Regions from separate parts of the Mus musculus genome. Here region 1 is linked to region 2. The links are chromatin contacts, called in public promoter capture Hi-C maps. All regions are on one chromosome and are shown on one strand. The core of a region is the stretch at or near the end of the contact, and the rest is flanking DNA. Distances in the headings are between cores, read along the strand shown. Region 1 holds the start of Syngr3 (synaptogyrin 3). Region 2 holds the start of E4f1 (E4F transcription factor 1).

Region 1 (2,881 bases), core at 88-2,587, 230 kb after region 2:
GCCTAGTTTGGAATGCTGGGTCCAAGAATGTCCACCAGCAATAGTGGGCATTTCAGAATAGATTCCCGTGAGTAGTCAGTTATCATAATATCAGTCAAGAGCATTGAGGCTCTAAGGTTTGAGCCAACCTCAGGACCCTCTGCCCACCAACTAGTTCTCCAAGGCAGGACAGAAGCAAACCACAGTCATTTTAGTGCAGACGTCTAGGACATTTCTAAGAAACATCTCAACTCCTATCATTCCACAATTCTCAACTAAACTCCTTGATAATGTAGTCATGAAAAACGCCACAGCATGCTCATGTTTCTTGAAAGCAATCCACAAGTCAGGACCAGAGACTGTTCTTCCTTCAGTCCACGAGGTCTTGGGGGGTGGGGGTGGGGCTCCACCCTGGGAACCGCCCTCTTTCAAGACAGGCATGGAGATTAGAGGACTCCCAGATGGACAAAATCCAAAATCCAGAACTTAGCACCCATCTCCTAAATGCCTAGGACAGGGAAGACATTCGCTAATGAGATAGATTACTCCCCGTCTCTAGCTTCCATGCCATTTCCAGGAAGCCCTCCCAGATGAGCCCCTTCTAGCTACAGCAGCAGGGAGCCTCCTTATGCTCCTTTAACTCACAGCTAGACCTGAGGGATCTAGGAAGAACCGCTCCCTCCAAATGAGCCTGGCGGATGTTATCAGGCAAAGGGAAGAAACTGCGCATTCTCCTTGGCTCCTATACCCCCTCTTCCATGTGGAATTAAGTCCCTGATATACTGGGAGAATTACATCCGCAACTCTGTGCCTACTTCCAGGTCGTGGGAACCGGAAAAATGAAAAGACCTAGGAAGGGGACTGTATTAGACCTTAAGAGGAATTGAGGGCAGGGGGAGACCAGTGGTGACCTCTCAAGGTCTATTGGTAACAGCCGCCGTCCCTTCCCCCGCCCGCAGGTGGGCGCGCCTAGCCATGTGACGTCACCCCAACCTGCGGGCGGGGGGTGGGGGGAGGGACCGGCGGAGAGGAGGGTGAGGGGCGATGGGCAGGGGGTGGGTGAGGGTGGAGGATAAGGGATGCTAAGAGAGGCGGGGGACAGGGAAGGGGCCAGCTTAGGGACCACTCACCCAGGACACGACCCGCAACAGGGTCTGGGGCCGCCGCGCAAAGCTCACGGGATCAAAGGCAGCTCCCGCACGGCCCGCGCCAAAGGATGCTCCCTCCATTGCGGGCACTTTGCCTTCTGTCCGTTTGTCCCACCGGCCTTCCCCGCCGGAGACCGCCCGGGGATGAAGCTGAGGCTGCTGATGCTGTGGATGCTGCCTCTGCCGCCGCCTCCCGGGAGCGCGCGTCGGCTGCGACGGGGGCGCGCGGGGCGGGGCTGAGCCAGCGCCCCCGACTAGGTCCATGCGCCGGGGTCTGAGCCCTGCCCTGGATCCTTCCCACTCGCTCTCCCCCGTATGACAGAGTTGGAGATAGGGACATTCTCAAGAGACACAGAACGAAGCCCTTATGGGGTTTAGAGGTGGGCAAGAGAAGGTAAGCTCAGATTTTGTCATAGCCAAGAGCATCGACAGGAGGACAAGTGCAGCATCCTGCTTCTCTGATCAGGAGAGCCTTTTGGTGAGTATGTAAGAGGAAACTGAGGCCCAGCATCTTGACCTTTACATTCAGGAAGAGAGAACGAGCCCTCAACCTCAGAAGACCAGAGGTAAATCTCTGGCGGGGCGTTCTCACTAGCCCTTGAATCAAGAAAAGCTCAGCTCAGAGGTGTTGTGCACACTTGTGTTGTCTGTGGCTCACATGTCCCCTGTATTCTGGCTTTTTCTTCATAGGTTGTACCTTCCTAACAGGGTCAGGTGGGGAGAGTGGCAGTTCTGTCACTGTCAGGGGTACTGTCTGGGAAGCAGAGTCCACTGTGGCCAGCAGAAGTTAAGGTTGAGCATGCCTGTTCTCCTCAGGCCAAGTCATTTCTTCCAAAAGCCCTTTCCATCTCTGGTCTGGGTTGATCTGTAGCTAATTAATCCTGAGTTCTGGGAGGGGAGAATTACCAGAGATAAGATCTTGTCCCAGCTGTTGCCTAATTATCCTGACCTCTGCTGGGATTCCTCTGCCCCACAGCCTGACTAACAGAGCCACTTGATGCTCTTTCAGTGCCAGGCTGGTAAGAGACTGAATGGCTTCACCTTCATGGTCACAGAAGCTAGGGTGTAGTTGATCATGGGTAAGGCCCCAGTTACCTATCTCTGTCTTCCTGGGACCAGAGCTGGGTATAAGGAAAGCTCCCACATATAGAGACTACACACTTTACTTTGTGTGATCTGTTGTTCATTCTTCAGAGGAAAGTGTAGCTGGAGGAACCACTGGCTCTGGTCTGTCTTGTTTCAGTCTAGTTGGATGCAGGTGAGCATCCCATCCCATCTCCTTTAGCTATTAACAGATCTGTGTGATCACCCATTTTGTCCTTCTCCTCCGTCATTTTCATCAACACCCAAACAATGCAGCATATTCTTTGAAAAACACCATTCCTGGGCTGAGTATTGAGCTCAGTGGTAGAATGCCTGCTTAGCTAGTAGCATGCATGGGGTTTTAAATTCCCAATTATCACCAAAACAAACAGTTCGTGCTCATACTTCTGTCTCCCTTAGCAGCAAACTCAAGCTGTTGCCCATCTATTTCTAGTGCCTCTTCCTCCATTCCCTCAAAACCCAGTATAACCAAGCCCCTACCCTGCATTTTGGAAATGTTTGCTTCCGGTTCACCCATGAGCTTACACTTCTGCTGTTTACCTTTTTTCATTGCTGAGTACTTATCCCTCTGTCTGTGCTGACCGCTCTCAAATGCCAGCTCAAACCATAACCTTCCTTCACACAAGTTCTGCTTGTCTTGACCCAGATGC
Region 2 (2,904 bases), core at 111-2,610:
AGACCCTGTCTTTAAAAAACAAAAACAAAAACCAGGAACTCAGCTGGATAGTGGTGGCTCATGCCTTTAATCCCAGCACTTGGGAAGCAGAGGCAAGCAGATTTTTGAGTTCGAGGCCAACCTGGTCTACAGAGTGAGTTCCAGGACAGCCAGAACTATACAAACACTGTCTCAAACAAACAAACAAACAAACAAACAAACAAAAAACCTAGAAACTCCAAAGAGTTCCCTGAGACGGTAACTGACTCTCTCCAAGCTGAAATAAGGGAAAAAAAAATTACAGTGGGACTGAGTTCTTTCATGACAAAGAGCAGCAATATACCAGTAATACTTGTCAAACCACTTCCTGTCTGATCAAATCTACAGCTCCGTGGAACTAATGCACAGGAGATACCCAAACCACCTCTAAAAAATATCAGCACCTAGAGACGTAATCCTTGGTGCCAACACAGCCCTCGGCATACAGACACGATTTTAACTCTTTGCCATACTCCTAGGAAAAATTAAAGGGTTTAAGAGAGGAGTTACAGCCCCGGCTCCAATCTGATCCTTGACAGGAACCAGATGGACGACCTTGAACCTCAATTATCTCCATCTCTGAAGTGAATAGTAGTAATGATAGTTCGCCTTTCGAGCTTGGTTTAAGTAATGGTACAAGTCGGATTGAGCGGGGGGTGTTCCGCACATTCTTGGAAGCGTTGCTCCACCCCGTAGGGAAGGCCCAGGTCCTCAGTGGGGCGGTGCCGCCTCCCCAGGTCAGGTCCCTAATCCCTGTCTGACAGAGCGGCCCCGCCTCCAGTCTCCAGCTCCGCCCGAACTAAGGCCCGAGTGGCAGAGGAGAAGCAGAAGCTAGGGCTGATGGGCGCTGAAGAGGAGCGAGCGATGTTTGTTTGGCCAGATCGACCCCAAGGGGCTGGAGAAATGGGCTCCCTGTGAGCCTCTGCATCTGGCCCAACGGGTTAGAGGCAGTCCGAAGGGAAACCTGTGAGAGTTGTGAAGGTTTACAGACACTCGAGTAGCCAGGATCCGGGCGAGACCGTACACCGCAGCCCGGACAGAGCCGCCCGCACCCCGGCCGCACCAGGCTTCGGTAGGCTCGTTACCTTCCTCGCTGAAGGGCGCTGGGAGCCCAAGGAAGCCGCCGGAGGACAAGGCCGCCGCCGCCGCAACCCCGCCCTCGCCCGCTTCACGCCCGGCTTCGGCCCGGGCTTCTGCCGTATGAGCGGCCGTCACCCGCACTGCCATCGCGCCCTCCATGTCGCAACGCGCCACAGGAAGATGGCGGATTTACGACCATGTCGTCATAACAACGGGCCGCACCGAGGGCTGCGTGTCCGACAGGCAGGGGGCGGGACAAAAACGAATTTGACGGACAGGCAAAAAGGCGGGGCTATGGGTTGCGGTCTAGCGCGTCAGTAGAGGTGGAGCTTGGCTCTTTGAGAGCCATCAGCGCCAGACATCAGGGCGGAAGTGGGCGTGGCTTGTGTTAAATTGGCAGGACTTGGTCCAAAGTGAACTATCCGTGGAGTAAGAACTCTCCCTTTCTCTCACTTTTTTAAAAAAAGATTTATTTACTTTATGTATATGAGTACATGTACAGCTGGTTGTGAGCCTTCATATGGTTGTTGGGAATTGAATTTTTAGGACCTCTGCTTGCTCCGGTTGCTCTGGTTGCCCCACTTGCTCAGGTCAACTCCACTTGCTCAGTCCCTGCTCGCTCAGGCCTAAAGATTTATTCATTAAGTACACTGTAGCTATCTTCAGACGCATCAGAAGAGGGCGTCAGATCTCTTTACAGGTGGTTGTGAGCCACCATGTGGTTGCTGGAATTTGAACTCAGGACCTTCAAAAGAGCAGTCAGTGTTCTTAACCGCTGAGCCATCTCTCCAACCCCTTCTCTCACTTTTTTGTTTTGTTTTTTTAATGTAGTATGGTTTGTCTGCATACATGTCTGTGCACCACGTGCATGCCTAGCGCCCGTGGGGCCCAGAAGAGGGTGTCTGACCTGGAACTGGAATTACAGATGAAGTTACATGTAGGTGTTGGGAAATGAACCTAGATACACAGCCAATGTGTTCTTAGCCGCCCAGAGAATCTGAACTCTTTAGGGTTGCTACCCAATATAGAATCCTGGACTCAGACCTGGGTTGCAATGTCAGAATTTCCTGGGCATGAGAAAGAACTCCATTTGGAGATAGTTCGAGTGCTCCTTTCCAAAGACTTTTTTTGTAAAGATTTATTTTATGTATAGGAGTACACTGTAGCTGTACAGATGGTTGTGAGCCTTCATGTGGTTGTTGGATATTGAATTTAGGACCTCTGCTTGCTCTAGTCAACCTCGCTCATTCAGTCTGTACTCACTCTGGCCCAAAGATTATTTATTATAAGTACACTGTAGCTGTCTTCAGACACAACAAAAGAGGGCGTCAGATCTCATTACAGGTGGTTGTGAGCCACCATGTGGTTGCTGGGATTTGAACTCAGGACCTTCAGAACAGTCAGTGCTCTTACCCACTGAGCCAGCGAGCCAGCCCCAAGACTTTTATTCGGTATATGAAAAGTATTGAAAAGTATACATAAAAGTGACCATTTGTGACATTTAGTACACCGACTGAGTTGAGCGCTTATCACCAAAATTGGTTAACTGATTGGTTCATTGGTCGATTTGAGACAGGGTCTGGCTTTGTAGCTCCCTGTGGCCAGTAACTCGGTGGCCCCGGTAACTTGGTGCTGGGAATATGCCTGACTTAGTTCTAGAACATTTTCATCATCAAAACCTGTACTGACTGTAGCTCATTTTGGTAGCCAGCTCACCTATCAAGCACAAAATGAATAAAATAAAATAAAAAATGAACAGAGTATCTCAGGTTAATCCCAACATTTGGGGGATGATCCTTAGCTAAA

What was found. Promoter capture Hi-C pulls out the DNA fragments that hold promoters and counts their contacts.
Region 1: a promoter capture Hi-C map of hematopoietic stem and progenitor cells shows a contact between it and region 2, with 4 times the contacts expected there. The contact joins the promoter of Syngr3 here to the promoter of E4f1 in region 2. A contact is called at or near these places in 17 of 39 promoter capture datasets (the 3T3-L1 cell line, the HPC-7 cell line, HPC-7-derived erythroid cells and 12 more), 5 of 484 Hi-C or Micro-C datasets (B cells, bone marrow-derived macrophages and embryonic stem cells), 20 of 115 datasets of contacts at active chromatin or transcription factors (the 230-238 cell line, the HPC-7 cell line, bone marrow-derived macrophages and 10 more) and 3 of 9 other capture datasets (adipose tissue, liver and pancreatic islet).

The regions. Positions count from the first base shown.
Region 1 is chr17:24,688,612-24,691,492 of GRCm38.p6, forward strand. It overlaps Syngr3 (synaptogyrin 3), which reads right to left and starts at 1,338. Exons shown (of 4, transcript NM_011522.3): 1 at 1,110-1,338. The coding sequence starts at 1,208.
Region 2 is chr17:24,454,032-24,456,935 of GRCm38.p6, forward strand. E4f1 (E4F transcription factor 1) reads right to left here and starts at 1,361. Exons shown (of 14, transcript NM_001301784.1): 1 at 1,104-1,361. The coding sequence starts at 1,257.